5 separate regions of the Mus musculus genome follow, and regions 2, 3, 4 and 5 are each linked to region 1. Evidence: chromatin contacts called from public promoter capture Hi-C data. All regions are on one chromosome and are shown on one strand. The core of a region is the stretch at or near the end of the contact, and the rest is flanking DNA. Distances in the headings are between cores, read along the strand shown. Region 1 holds the start of Shmt2 (serine hydroxymethyltransferase 2 (mitochondrial)). Region 2 holds the start of Rdh7 (retinol dehydrogenase 7). Region 3 holds the start of Cyp27b1 (cytochrome P450, family 27, subfamily b, polypeptide 1). Region 4 holds the start of Os9 (amplified in osteosarcoma). Region 5 holds the start of Prim1 (DNA primase, p49 subunit).

Region 1 (2,700 bases), core at 189-2,688:
AGTTCCAAGACAGCTAGTGATATACAGTGGAACCCTGTCTCCAAAAACCAAAAAACAACTCCACCCCACCTCCCCCCAAAAAAACTGAACCCAAAAACCACCACCAAAACCTGACTCACAGGGCTATGTCTCTGTCTCTGTCTCCCTCCTTCCCTCCATCCATCCCTCCCCCCTCCCTTCCCCCCTTCCCCCCCTCCCTCCCTCCCTCCCTCCCTCCCTCCCTCCCTCCCTCCCTCTTATCTGGGTATAAGAGAACAAAGTGAAGTGTTTCGTGTTGTCTGGGTCACTATTAGTGAGCCCCTTGTGTCTCCAGGGCTAAGGCATGGCTAAATGTCTACTGAATGAGTAAAGGTATAAAATGGCTATCAGAGGCCAATGGTTCTCAAAACCACTGCTTCCTGGAATCCCCAAGAGGTTTGGTTGTGTGTCTCTGAGCAGAGGCCTTAAGAAGATGTCCTCAAGCGGTGGTGGCGCACGCCTTTAATCCCAGCACTCAGGAGGCAGAGGCCAGCAGATTTCTGAGTCCGAGGCCAGCCTAGTCTACAGAGTGAGTTCCAGGATAGCCAGGGCTACACAGAGAAACCCTGTCTCAAAAAACAAAAACAAAAAACAAAAACAAAAACAAAAAAACAAAACACAAAACAAAACAACCCCCCCCCCAAAAAAAACAAAAACAAAAAAAGAAGTGGGCGACTGCTGGGGAGTAAGGGAGATGTAAATAAGAAACGAATGCAAACCGTGTGAGAAGAGGAGGGATGGCTACTCTGCTCTCACCTGACAGCTGGATAGACACAGAGGAGGCAGGCTGTGAGTCAGGGGAAGAGGACAACCCACCGGAGCCAGCGTCCGAATGCGAAGTTTCATTTAATCCCTTCTACAAGCTCTTTGTGTTGGAGTGGGCAAAGTGTGACAGGCTCATCTGAGGTCCACTGTCCTCTAACTTCACATGTAGCTGAGGCTACTAGCCTTGACCTTTCAATCTCTCTGTCTCCACTTCCCTAGTACTGGAATGACAATGTCATGGTTTAACATTGGAAGAAACGGAGGACTTTGTGTTGTAATCCTAAAGCAAGGATTTGAGTCTTTTACCCTTTCAAACTATATCTGCTTTCACTGTGTGTATTTATCTTCTAAATATGTTTTAAATCTCCCTGAGAACCATATGCTAGATATGCTTGGTAGGCATAAACCACACGAAAATAAACAAACAAACAAACAAACCAAAAAGCGCTTGCCTGGAAAACCGGAAGGAAAAACAAAACAGAAACTCTGAAGAGCTTCAAGAAAGGACATGGAGGAGCTTTAAGTCTAAGAACTTTTCAGGCAAAGCTCTCCATACCGGGACTTGTATAGATGGGAAAGAGCAAAGTAAAAAACTACAATTCCCAGAAGGCAATTTTTTAAAAAAACCCAGTACTGCGCATGCGCAGGGAACGCCTCTTTCACTCGAACTTCACGGGGGCAATTTTCTCGCGCACGCGTTCTAAGAGCAGCTGGTTTTCGACCCCGGTACTACACCGATACAGAGTTAGTGGCTAGTCCTCCTGTGCCTCCTGTAGCGATGGTATCCTTCTCTTTGCTTCGGACCACTCGGGTAAGAACAGGGTTCTGTTTACTGGATGATCAGTGGAAAGGCCCACCCAAAGTGGGGTTCTCCTGGCTCCTTGCTGCACGTGTTCTGGGGCCTCGGGGAACAGATGCTTAACCAGGAAATCCCTGAGACAGCACATGTGCGGTGGCTGGGCCCCTAGTTCTGGCGATCAGACGACCTAGGTAGGGTCTTGTAGTCACCCAGTTGACACGACTCTTAAGGTAAAGGTCCGCAGACGCTGTGTTAACAATATCCTAGCAAACAAGTGGGGTTCCCGGCTTCGATGCGCTAGTTGAATTTTTCCCGCCAGCTCTGAGCTATGGAGATGATGCAACCGAGCCTCAGTACTTTCATCACGCAAGGGTCCTGCTGCTGTGTGGGCAGGAAGGAGGTAGCGAGGTGCTGTGTGTGTGTGTCTGTGAGTGTGAGATAAAATTAAGATTTTGGGCAAACACCTTCAGCCTACCCCAACTCCCGCCAGTACACAACTCTTTCCAAGAACTGCTTAAAAGTCTATCCTCCTACTTTTTAAAGGTTGCTCTGGAAACCACCCTTTAAAAGCCTCTGGTGTTAAGCCCTGTTAGCTTGGTATCTTCTCTCATGGAGGTATTCATGTCCGGAGGCCCTGCAGGAAGTCCACCTCTTATGTTTATGAATATTTTAACTGCACTGTGTGTGCACTGCGTGCATGCCTGGGTACCCACAGAGGTCAGAGGAGGGCATCAGATCTCTTGGAACTGGAGTTACAGATGGTTGTTAGCTGTTTTGTGGGTGCTGGAAGATGAACCGCTGTCCCCCACAAGAGCAGCCAGGACCTTAGGATGGTCATTTTGTTCCTGTGTGTGGGGAGACTCTGGAATCGCAGTGTCTCTCACCTGAATTGGAGGGACATGGGCTTCTGGGGCACAAGCTTTGCTCTGTGACTTTGCAGAGTCACTCAGGGTGATTAGGGATGCGTTGTGTTAGAGTTGACCAAAACTGCCCTTTGGATAATGATCTGAACCTTTGACTCTAGAACTTGCTATTCAAGATGAAAGTGGGGGTAGAGAGCACTGACTGCTGGCCGGACCAGGCTGCGTACTTAGCCAGAGGGCTCGATCTGTACCCAT
Region 2 (2,700 bases), core at 106-2,605, 370 kb before region 1:
GGGAACATAAACCATTGAGGTGGGAAGCAACCCCACACCAGGACTTATTAAATAAAAACTATTACTACAACCCACCCTTTTTCTTCCATTAATTAATTAGTAATTAACTTTACATCTCAATTGCTGCCCCACTTCTAGTCTACCCCTCACACAGTCCCTCTCCCCATCCTCCCATCCCTTCCTCCTCTGAGAGGGTGGAGGCCCACCTTGGGTATCTCCCCACCTTGGCACATAAAGGCCCTTCAGGACTTGAGAGCAACAAGACTACTTTGATTCATGCAAACTGAGTTAGAAAGTGGTGACCATCATATGTGCAGAGGGCCTATGTCTAGCCTGCAGATGCTTTTTGGATGGTGTTTCAGTCTCTGAGAGCCCCCCAAGGGTCCAGGTTAATTGACTCTGCTGGTTGTCCTGTGGAGTTCTTAACCCCTCTGAGGCCGTTGATCCTTCTCCCAGCTCTTCCATAAGAGTCCCCAAGTTTGGGCTGGAGAGATGGCTCAGAGGTTAAGAGCACTGTCTGCTCTTCCAAAGGTCCTGAGTTCAATTTCCAGCAACCACATGGTAGCTCACAACCATCTGTAGTGAGATTTGATGCCCTCTTCTGGTATGTCTGGAGGCAGTGTACACATATACATAAAATAAATAAATCTTAGAAAAAAAAGTCCCCAAGCTTTGCATCTGTTTCAGTCAGCTTCAGCCTACTTTTTACATGGCCCAGCATCCCCTGCCCAGGGGTGACCTGGGAATGTTGCTCCCACATAGAGGATTGGACCTTCCTCTGTCTATTAGCAACCAAGAAAATGGCCCCATGGATGACATGTCTATGGGTAATCCAGTGGAAGCATTTTCTCAGGTGAGGTTCTTCCCATTTGATCATCACTTGTGTGGGTTGACAAGAACAAACAAGAGTCACAACTAACAAGAAAGGCCTGTTTAGGGTAAAGTCATTTCCTCTCCACATCAACTCTGGGGGTCACAGTGTGTCTGGGACCCCAGTTTGTGTTTCATGTTTGGGGCCGGCCCTTCCCTCTTCCTGGGCAGCTACTATATTAGGAAGGTACCAGCTCTCCATGTCCTCTCCTGTAATGTGTCCTCAGTCCAAGTGCAGGTTGGCAATAGCTTCAAACTATGCTCACAATGTCCTGGTTTGTAGTTCCAGAGTGCAAGATGCAGAGACACAAGATGAGCCTTGGACTGGACCATGGGGCCTATGTAATGAACCAAATATGTATTCCCCCCTGAGTCCAGGGTCAAAGAGCTTAAGAGAATAGATCTGTGTTATTGAACAGACAGAGGTGTTTTCTTTGGCAGCAAGACAGGGAGAGCCAAAGGGCATTGAGATATCAGAAAACCCATACTGGTCAGAGGAACATGATAGAAACCTGACATTCTCAGTGCCTATACCTTCCTGTGTAAGCAGAGGCCAGGCTCATTTTGACACAGAATATCTCTCTCTGCTTGACTTCTACAAACCATGTGGCTCTACCTGGTTGCACTGGTGGGCCTGTGGACGCTCCTGCGCTTCTTCAGGGAGAGGCAGGTGGTGAGCCATCTCCAAGACAAGTATGTCTTCATCACGGGCTGTGACTCTGGCTTTGGGAACCTTCTGGCCAGACAGCTGGACAGGAGAGGCATGAGGGTGCTAGCTGCATGTCTGACGGAGAAGGGAGCTGAGCAGCTGAGGAACAAGACATCTGACAGGCTGGAGACAGTGATCCTGGATGTCACCAAGACAGAGAGTATTGTGGCAGCCACTCAGTGGGTGAAGGAGCGTGTTGGGAACAGAGGTACCACTGAGATTCCTGTCTGTGTTGCTGGTTTGTCTCCCTGTTTGAAGGGGGCCTCCCCTTTATACTCCCTGGCCAGATCCCTAATGGGGCTTGGGGGCCCTGAAGTAACCCAGCACATCACCTGAGTACTCTCTCTCTTCCCTCTCCAGCCCCTACCTTCTGTCTCCCAACTTTCTTCAAAGTACAAAAGCAGCACGGCTTTCCAAAATCATCTCCAACCAGGACCTTTTGTTCATGTGTCTCAAATGCCATTAGAATATTAGCTTTGCCTTTCGCCTTTTATCCCCCTCCCCTTGTTTTCCTTTGTCTTTTCCTCTGCTTCCTCATCTGCAAAGGTATTGTTAATCTGTAAGATGTCTTGGACCTTCGTTCTTGTTATTAGCAGACATGAGGTGGGTGGTTCTCGAGCAGTGAGCTGACCTGCCAAGGATCAAAAGAAGCGGAAGGTATCTGTGCTGTGAGCCATTTCTTCCGGGATGGGATGCACCAACCCTGCTGACAATATGCTGTTTTTTATCCCCCACTCTCCATCCAATGCCTGTCTGAATGGTCTCAGTTTACCCGGTGGAATGTGGATTTTAGTGAAAACTAGACCTGTGATTCTTTCTTCTTTCCGCTTTTTCCAGGACTCTGGGGCCTGGTCAACAATGCTGGCATCTGTGTCTTTGCTATCAATGAGTGGCTGAAAAAAGAGGACTTTGCAAATATACTGGATGTGAACCTGTTGGGCATGATCGAGGTGACTCTGAGCATGCTGCCCTTAGTGAGGAAGGCGAGGGGCCGTGTGGTCAACATCTCCAGCTCCATGGGTCGAGTGTCTTTGTGTGGTGGTGGTTACTGCATCTCCAAGTATGGTGTAGAGGCCTTCTCAGACTCCCTCAGGTATTAGATGGTTTTGAGGTCCCGTGGG
Region 3 (2,700 bases), core at 43-2,542, 470 kb after region 1:
CTTCCTGCTCAGGGATGGGAGTGGGTTCCATGGTAAACTGAATCACAGATGCTCACGTTCCAGCCAAATGCTGGTGCCCTCGCCTATCTCGTGGAATCGTAGGATTTTGGCCCCAAACATGCAGGGAGGGGTGAGGAATCGGCTCTACCTGCGTTCGGACTGGAGTACAGACTGGAGAACCGGGGAAATGCCAGAAGATTGGTGGAAACTTCCGACCTCCCTCCAAGCCCAACTTGGCTGTGGGAGTCGGGGCAGGAATAAGGTGCTCAGGGGTCGACTCACGCCGTTAGCAATCCGCAAGCACGCTGGTGGCGGCGACGGTGCTCTGCCCATGATGAGAAACTACAGCGCTCTGGACAGTGACTTTCTTGTCGCAGGAGCTGCTCCACAAGTGTAGGGTCGGCAACGTAAACTGTGCGAAGTGTCCCAAAGCTGCCAGACCATATTGGCCCGTACCGCGCAGCGCCATGCACCTGAGAGAATCGGCGCATTTGAATACCTGGGCGGGTGAATTTCGTTTGGCTTGTGCCAGGGCCAAGGGTGTTGGCTAGGCTTGGGAAAAGGGAGCTTTTTCAGTGCCGGGCTAGCGTAGGGCCCCCAAATGGCAAACTTTTTCTCCCATCCCATGAAAGTTTGAGAGAGAATGGCAAAACAGTAGACATTTAGCACTTCTTTTTAGTTATCTGGCTCTAGCCTAGGGGGAGCAGTTCCTTCAGGGCTCTTCTCCTAACTGTACCTCAAGAGGAGCCTCTAGTGAAAGAAGAGGAGCGCGTAGCTTTAAGCTTCATCTGCAGGATAGCACAGCGCTCTCCCTCCTTCAGCACGCTTGTCCTGGATCTGCAGGGTTTACTGTGTATGAAGCGACAGTACATCCCTTTGCCGGGAGTTAGGTATTGACTCCGGGGCAGTGGAACCTTCTATGGTCCCAGCGTGAGTTCTTCATAATCCACAGGTCCCCACCCTCACTGACCCTCCTTCCTGTGTTCTTCACCGTGGTCCTTTCTGCCATTAAAGCCGGCTCTCCCTGCTCAGTCCTACCAAGGGCAAGGACTGCCCCCTTACCTGCAGTTCATGCAGCCTGGACAGCCCCCCTTTGCAGAAGAGTTCAGCCAGGAAGCTGAGTGTAGAGGGCCCAGGGATGTCAGACAAGCTCCGGAGAACCGACTCACTGCCTCTGGAGCCCAGCGAGGCATCCAGCTGCAGAGGCAGGTGGATTCGGTGAAAAACTCTGGAGGCGAGCTTGACTGCCTGGGTCATGTCTGTGTTTGGGGAGTCTGCTCGAGAGCACTTTTCCAGAGCATCTTCTGCACTTGCCTGGACCCATATATACCCTTGGTCCTGGAGGTGAAGACGCCCCTCTCCAAGCTCTTCAGCCAATCCCTTTGCAAGTGGTCTGTGTAGCTCAGCACCCACAACAGTAGGCAGGGCTAGGGCTGACTCTGGCTTTTGGGTCTCCTGTGACAACAGCTCCACACCAGATGTCTTGTGCTCCTCTTGTATTAATGCCCTGGTCCAGCAGCAGCCTAAAGGTCTTCCTGGGAAAGGCTGTGCCTCTGGAGTTCAGGAGCCAGAGCCTGATGGATTTCCCATTTTCCTGGGGAGCCGAGTCCCTCAGGCCCGTCCCTGGAAATTGTCACTCCCTGAATGGAAACTAGGTGGAAGGTGCAGCCTCAGTTGTTCCCATATTCTTGGGTTGTCTTTTTTGCTGTGGAGATTCACCTGCGCTGGCCACGCCTCTCACCTCCTGTGCATGTAACACCATGGAAAGATGGCACATGGCCACCTTTACCTTTTATCTATTTGTATTTTAGAGTCACTGTGGGGTTTTTTTGTTTGTTTGTTTTGTTTTTTGGTTTTCCCAGACAGGGTTTCTCTGTGTAACCCTGGCTGTTCTGGAACTCACTCTGTAGACCAGGCTGGCCATGAACTCAGAAATCAGCCTGCCTCTGCCTCCCAAGTGCTGGGATTAAAGGCGTGCACCACCACGCCCGGCGTTAGATTCACTGTTTATATGCACAATTTGCCTTTTTTTTTTTTTTAAAGATTTATTATAAGTACACTGTAGCTGTTCTCAGACACACCAGAAGAGGGCGTCAGATCTCATTACAGATAGTTGTGAGCCACCATGTGGTTGCTGGGATTTGAGCTGAGGACCTTCAGAAGAGCAGTCAGTGCTCTTGACTGCTGAGCCATGATTTGCCTTTATCCATGTGTACTTGTGTGCTCTGGTGCCTGTGAAGTCAGAAGAGGGAGTTGATAGCCTGCATCGGGAATTGTGGTGGGTGTGAGCCTGGGAACGGAACCCAGGTTCTCTACCAGAACTCTTTTTAACTGTTGAGCCATAGGCTGTCCCTTTCCTTTTAAAGACTTTAAACTATATGTTCACATATTGGTGTGTGTGTGTGTGTGTGTGTGTGTGTGTGCACTCACATGAGTGCAGCTGCCCAGAATCCAAGACACTGAATCTCCTGGAAGTGGATTTACAAGAAGTGAGTCACCCACCTTGGGTGCTAGGAACTGAATTGGGGTTTTCTGGAAGACTGAGTACTCTCATCCACCGAGGCATCTCTCCAGACTCCATCTTTGTTTCTTGGGGAAGGAAGTCTCTTAGCTCAAGGGGATCCCTCTTTGCAGACATGGGATTAGGGTTTGAGGAACAGAAATGAAGGAGTGTCTTAGTCAGTCAGATGGCTCTGCAGG
Region 4 (2,700 bases), core at 77-2,576, 400 kb after region 1:
TAAAAGCAGGATATGTGTCTGTGTATCTTTTAGATTTTCCCCTGGCGTGGTGAGCTTCCCCGCAGAAATTTTCCAATGGTATATAATGTCTCTCGTTTGCCGTTGTCTAGGAATTGATATTCTCAGGGTTGCTAATTCAGTTACCGTCTGTTTCCAGCTTCATTTCCCTTTTGTTTTTACAGGTTTTCCCTTACAGTCTGGACAAACAGACACTTTACCCACATACCCAAGACCCAGCCCAACTTTAACCAGAAGGCCCTTATTTTTAGTTCTTCCTTCTCCTCTCCCCTGCCTTCCTCCTCCTTGTCTCCTCCTCCTCCTCCTCCTCCTCCTCCTCAAAGATTGCTATTCATAAGCTGGGCTGGCTCCTACTGTTCATCTTTTTGCCTCAGCTTATAATTATAGGCATCTACCTCCACTGTTGGCTCCATTATTATTTCTTCTTCTTTTGAGACAGAGTCTTATGTATTCCAGGCTTGAACCCAACTCTATGTAGCCAAGGATGACTGCTTGGATTCCAGGTGTGTACACCAACTGTGATGCAGCTTGAACCCTGCTAAGCCAGTGTCTGTGTGTATTTGAGAGTGTGACTCAAATATCGAAGGCTGGTCTCAAACTCACAATATGGAAGAGGATGACCTTGAATTATTGAGCCTCCTGCCTCTGTGTCATGAGTGTCGGGATTACAGGCATGCACTACCACACTCTCCTTCTTAAAATAATTTTATTGGAGGGCAAATTCAGGTTTTGACACAGATTATTTGGTTGTTGGTAATATATTATCATATATGTGTATATAAAAATATGTACATGTATATTTGTGTGTATATAAATGTAAATATGTACATAATTATATATGTACATACATAAATATCTGTGCGATATATGTATATTTTTATGAAGAAGCATGCTTCTGTATAGTATATTTTGAAAAGATATTAAGTAACTTCCAAAAATATCCCCCGCACTCACCATCCGCTTCAATATTCTGCCCGATGGAGATGCCATACATTGCAAGAAATATATGAAAAATAGTAAGAAGGTTTATTTCCGACAGCTGGGGATGAGACAACAGGCAAAAGAACACAGCCACATACCACACCTCAGGATTAAGGAGCGAGGAGGGGAGGGGCCCAATCTCGCCGATGATTGGTTGTTGCTCTTGGCCAATCAGAAACAGCTATTGATTTTTACTAACAATGCGACCCGCCTCCCTGGAGGCTTTGACGCCACGTTTACAAATGAGGATGCGTTACGTAAGAGAGAGCTCCCGGACAGCCAATGAAAGCTTGGGGCGCTAATGGGCGGGTGAGGCCGCTGCCAGGTTTGGGGCGGAAGGGACATCTCTAGCAGAGACGGAGCGGAAGATGGCGGCGGAGGTGCTGCTGTCCAGTCTGTTGGGATTGCTATTTCTAGGGCTCCTGTTACCTGCGCGTCTGACGGGCGGTGTCGGGAGCCTGAATTTGGAGGAGCTGAGTGAGATGCGTTATGGCATCCAGATCTTGCCGTTGCCTGTCATGGGAGGGCAGGTAAGGGGTGTGGGGCGAGGTGAGGGTCCTGTGCAAGAGGAAGGGGCGCACGGTGGAGGAGGAAGGGCAACTGCGCACCGGGCTCGGGAGAATGGGGGAATGGAGAAGGGATGGTGGTGTTCCTGCGGTCCTGCTGGGAATGGCAGGCAGACCCATCCTCGGAGACCAGGCACCGACAGGGGTAGGGCTCCCCACTGTAGACCTTAGTTCCCCAGGTCGTAGTGAAATCACTGGGACCCCGCCGGGTGGGGAAGCGAGAACGCCCTCTCCTCCGCTCAGCCGGGGCAGCTGGAGGACTTGTGGCTTATTCTCTCTTCCACTGGGCACGTCCCCAGGGTCTGAAGAGGGATCTCGTTGTTCTTGGTCCCAGCCTCTGCCTCCCTGCCCCTCTTCCCGACCCTTCTTTCCCAGAGCCAAGCTTCAGACGTGGTGGTTGTGTCTTCAAAGTACAAACAGCGCTATGAGTGCCGCCTACCAGCTGGAGCTATTCACTTCCAACGTGAAAGAGAGGAGGAGACGCCTGCTTACCAGGGGCCCGGGATCCCTGAATTGTTGAGCCCAATGAGAGATGCCCCTTGTTTGCTGAAGGTGAAAGGAACTGGGGTGGGCGGAGGGAAGGCTTGGGAACCGGAATGGAGGCCAGTGGGAGTTAAAGGGCCATTGGTGTACTAGATATGTTTGGGGGGGGGGGAGCGTGGGGGGTGGGGTGGGGGCGTGCAAAGCAAAGACTCTGCTGAATGTAGGGAAAGGTTAAGATAGAAGATCTCAAAATAGGTTAAACCAACATCAGAAGGACGGTGGTGGGACCAGAAGAGCTGGAGCCTACCTGTAAAGTCACCTCCTGCTCCTATTGCTCATTACCTCAGGATGCCATTGTATTCCACGAAGTTCAGTGAATACTTGAACCTGTGGGAGTCCTCATCCAAGTGCTTCAAGGATACCATGATTTCTTATCTTTATGGAGGGCAGGGAATGATTTATGCCTGTGATCCCAGGTGGGTCACAGAGCATCATAGCCCTGTCTGAGAAGAAAGAAGAAAGAAGAAGAAAGAAGAGAAGAAGAAAAGAAGAAGAAAGGGCATGGGTGGGGATCAGTTATACTTTAGATGTGCGTCTCCAGCCACGAAAAGAAAACAGCTGTCCCTTCTCACAGAGTCGAGAATGCGGGAGG
Region 5 (2,700 bases), core at 60-2,559, 490 kb before region 1:
TTAAAAAAAAAAAAAGACATGGTCTCATGTATTTCAAACTGGCCTCTCCCTCCTTTATGCTGGGATTAGAGACAATGCCCATTACACCTGGTTTATGTGTTCTTAGGAATGGAATCCAACCGTTCATGCATGCCAGGCAAGCACTCTTATCAATTGAGCTACACTCCAGCCCAATGCTCACCTTTTCTTCTAAACCTAGGAAGAAGGCAAGGTATTTTCAGCCAAGTGATTTTCAGTCTATAGAGTGTTAAAATTAATTTGAAAAAAAGGTGCGTTTCATCAACAATAATACACTCTAAAACATTACCTTCAAAACTTGGGGGCAAGAACTCACTCTGGCTTATAAAATAAACACACAAAAAAGATACAAACAAAATACAAAAGAAAAAAAAGATTCCTTACTCTGTGAGAATATACTGCGCCTATATCAATCTTATATGGATTCATTTTCTGCATCTCCTTCTCCAGTTCACTCTGGTTGTTGAAGGACTGGTAGCGAATGTAAATATCATCTTTCAGTGTGAATGAAAATTCACGGTGTTGAAAGTAATTCTTTGTCACTGCAAAATAATTTTAACTCCAGTTTAGGGCATAATGTAACCTTAACTAAAACCTTAACTAATGGGAAGACATATGTTCGTTTTTTTTTTGTTTTTTTTTTTTTTTTGGTTTTTCGAGACAGGGTTTCTCTGTGTTGCCCTGGCTGTCCTGGAACTCACTCTGTAGACCAGGCTGACCTCGAATTCAGAAATCCGCCTGCCTCTGCGTGTGCCACCACGCCCAGCCTGACATAAGTTTTTAAACGACAGGGTTTTATTGTGTAGAATAGGTTGCTCTAGAGCTTACTATGTAGCCCTGGCTCGCCTTGAACTCATGAAAATCCACATGCCCCAATCTCCAGAATGTAAGGATTATAGGTATGAGCTACTAGGCTCTCTGGAATATTTTTAACGAGTGCTCTGTGCCCAGCTCTGTTCTAGATAGCCTGTAATCTGAAGGGGCATACAATTTCACATTTGCTAGGGAGCAATAAACAGGAGCTGTAAATATTCCAAGGACGCTGCCTGTCATTGGTGAAGAAGGTGCCTCTCTTCTTCCTAGGACATCCCGCCCAAAGTATTCTCACACACGGCTCCCAGCCCCGCTACCCATCCCGTCCCAGCCTCCATCACCTCCGCCATAGTTGAGCCAGCGATAGTACTGGGCGTAGGGAAAGAGCCTTCGGTAATAAAGCTTGAGTAGCTCCGGCAGCTCCGCAGGATCAAATGGCTCCATGAAGTAAAGAACTAGACCCGGACAGGACTGACACGAGAATTGGCGGGAACAAGACAGGCCTCCATCCCTGCGCGCGCATGGACCTGCGCCGCCGGAGGGACTGCTGGGAATTGTAGTTCTTGCAGATCTCGCAGGTGTAGACGACTCCTACTGCTCCTTTTAGAGTCCATCTGCATCTTCCGGGCTCTGAAAACCTATCCATTTAACAACAGGATTGTCCCCGAAAAGGAGAGACCTTTAGCATATTGATTTTGATTAGTAATAACAAGATTCTTTTTTTCCCCCCGAGACAGGGTTTCTCTGTATAGTCCTGGAATTCACTTTGTAGACCAGGCTGGCTTTGAACTCAGAAATCTGCCTGCCTCTGCCTCCCAAGTGCAATTAAAGGCGTGTGCCACCACCGCCCGGCCAATAGTAAGATTTTAACAAGTCCTTTGCAAAAGATGAATATTTTAGAGATATTACCAATATCTCATAAAGAGATTTTGAAAAATTGTCATAGAGTTACTATATTCAGTATTCGAAATGAAGACCGCATGAGAAAAATCAACGGCTGTTTGGTCTGAGTTTTCCATGGCAAGTGAGCCAACCACCATTTTACACCTTTGGTACATAAGTACAGATGCAAAGGCTCACAGGAATGTGGGAATTTCAGAGAAAATAAATAATAAAAAGGGACGGGGTTGGGGGTGCTCAGGGAAAAGAGCCGTCGCCTAGTGGTTCTGATTGGAGTCTGTTCGTAATCTAACTGGAAGTGGGGAGACATGTTTTACTTTCTCTTGTTGGAACAAAATTGGAAGAAAATTAGTGAAGTTGTTGACTAGTAGTGAATTGATGTTTTGGACCAGTTGTTTCCGGGGTTGTTATCTGAACCAGACCATCACTGGGGAGAACAGTTTGATTTTCTGCAAAACTGTCAGACAGAGGTTTATTTCTTGCACCATTTGGTAAAATTACACTTAAGAACTTAGTTTTTAGCTGGGCAGTGGCTATGCAGGACTTTAAATTCCAGCGCTCCAGAGGCAGAGGCAGGTGTATCTATGCTTTTGAGGCCTGTTCTATAGAGTGAGTTCTGTGACCCCGCCTCAAGAAACAAAACAAAACAATAAAAAACAAGACATAACTTATTTTCTTTTGAACAATGGTTGCAAGAATAGGTCAGAGTTCTTTTGTCGTGTTTGTTTAATTTTGCATTGACATTTTTGCATTTTACTCTTTTAAATATGCATTTTTAAAAGGCAGAGTCTTCCCCAGACACTATTGGTGATGCCAAGAAGTGCTTGCTGACAGGAGCCTGATACAGCTGTCTCCTGAGAGGTTCTGCCAGAGCCTAACAAATACAGAGGCAGATACTTGAAGCCAACCATCGGACTAAAGCATGAGGACCCCAATGGGGGAGTTAGGGGAAGGACTGAGGGAGCTAAA

What was found. Promoter capture Hi-C pulls out the DNA fragments that hold promoters and counts their contacts. Capture Hi-C pulls out chosen DNA fragments and counts their contacts.
Region 2: a promoter capture Hi-C map of liver shows a contact between it and region 1, with 4 times the contacts expected there. The contact joins the promoter of Rdh7 here to the promoter of Shmt2 in region 1. A contact is called at or near these places in 1 of 39 promoter capture datasets (liver), 1 of 115 datasets of contacts at active chromatin or transcription factors (pancreatic cancer cells) and 1 of 9 other capture datasets (pancreatic islet).
Region 3: a contact with region 1 is called in a promoter capture Hi-C map of embryonic stem cells, with 2.1 times the contacts expected there. The contact joins the promoter of Cyp27b1 here to the promoter of Shmt2 in region 1. A contact is called at or near these places in 1 of 39 promoter capture datasets (embryonic stem cells), 2 of 484 Hi-C or Micro-C datasets (B cells and embryonic stem cells), 3 of 115 datasets of contacts at active chromatin or transcription factors (the SCID.adh cell line and embryonic stem cells) and 1 of 9 other capture datasets (pancreatic islet).
Region 4: a promoter capture Hi-C map of pancreatic islet shows a contact between it and region 1. The contact joins the promoter of Os9 here to the promoter of Shmt2 in region 1. A contact is called at or near these places in 7 of 39 promoter capture datasets (the C10 cell line, cranial neural crest, embryonic stem cells and 2 more), 3 of 484 Hi-C or Micro-C datasets (the G1E-ER4 cell line, embryonic stem cells and pro-B cells), 2 of 115 datasets of contacts at active chromatin or transcription factors (T-cell acute lymphoblastic leukemia and pancreatic cancer cells) and 1 of 9 other capture datasets (pancreatic islet).
Region 5: a contact with region 1 is called in a promoter capture Hi-C map of adipose tissue. The contact joins the promoter of Prim1 here to the promoter of Shmt2 in region 1. A contact is called at or near these places in 15 of 39 promoter capture datasets (the 3T3-L1 cell line, 3T3-L1-derived adipocytes, the C10 cell line and 10 more), 1 of 484 Hi-C or Micro-C datasets (cortical neurons), 4 of 115 datasets of contacts at active chromatin or transcription factors (T-cell acute lymphoblastic leukemia, embryonic stem cells, fetal liver and 1 more) and 3 of 9 other capture datasets (adipose tissue, liver and pancreatic islet).

The regions. Positions count from the first base shown.
Region 1 is chr10:127,521,182-127,523,881 of GRCm38.p6, reverse strand. It overlaps Shmt2 (serine hydroxymethyltransferase 2 (mitochondrial)), which reads left to right and starts at 1,438. Exons shown (of 12, transcript NM_028230.4): 1 at 1,438-1,594. The coding sequence starts at 1,562.
Region 2 is chr10:127,887,388-127,890,087 of GRCm38.p6, reverse strand. Rdh7 (retinol dehydrogenase 7) reads left to right here and starts at 1,355. Exons shown (of 4, transcript NM_001150749.1): 1 at 1,355-1,787; 2 at 2,417-2,672. The coding sequence starts at 1,475.
Region 3 is chr10:127,046,838-127,049,537 of GRCm38.p6, reverse strand. Cyp27b1 (cytochrome P450, family 27, subfamily b, polypeptide 1) reads right to left here and starts at 1,292. Exons shown (of 9, transcript NM_010009.2): 1 at 1,063-1,292; 2 at 283-473. The coding sequence starts at 1,257.
Region 4 is chr10:127,119,786-127,122,485 of GRCm38.p6, reverse strand. It overlaps Os9 (amplified in osteosarcoma), which reads left to right and starts at 1,326. Exons shown (of 15, transcript NM_001171026.1): 1 at 1,326-1,529; 2 at 1,941-2,117. The coding sequence starts at 1,368.
Region 5 is chr10:128,013,824-128,016,523 of GRCm38.p6, reverse strand. It overlaps Prim1 (DNA primase, p49 subunit), which reads right to left and starts at 1,309. Exons shown (of 13, transcript NM_008921.2): 1 at 1,173-1,309; 2 at 403-560. The coding sequence starts at 1,275.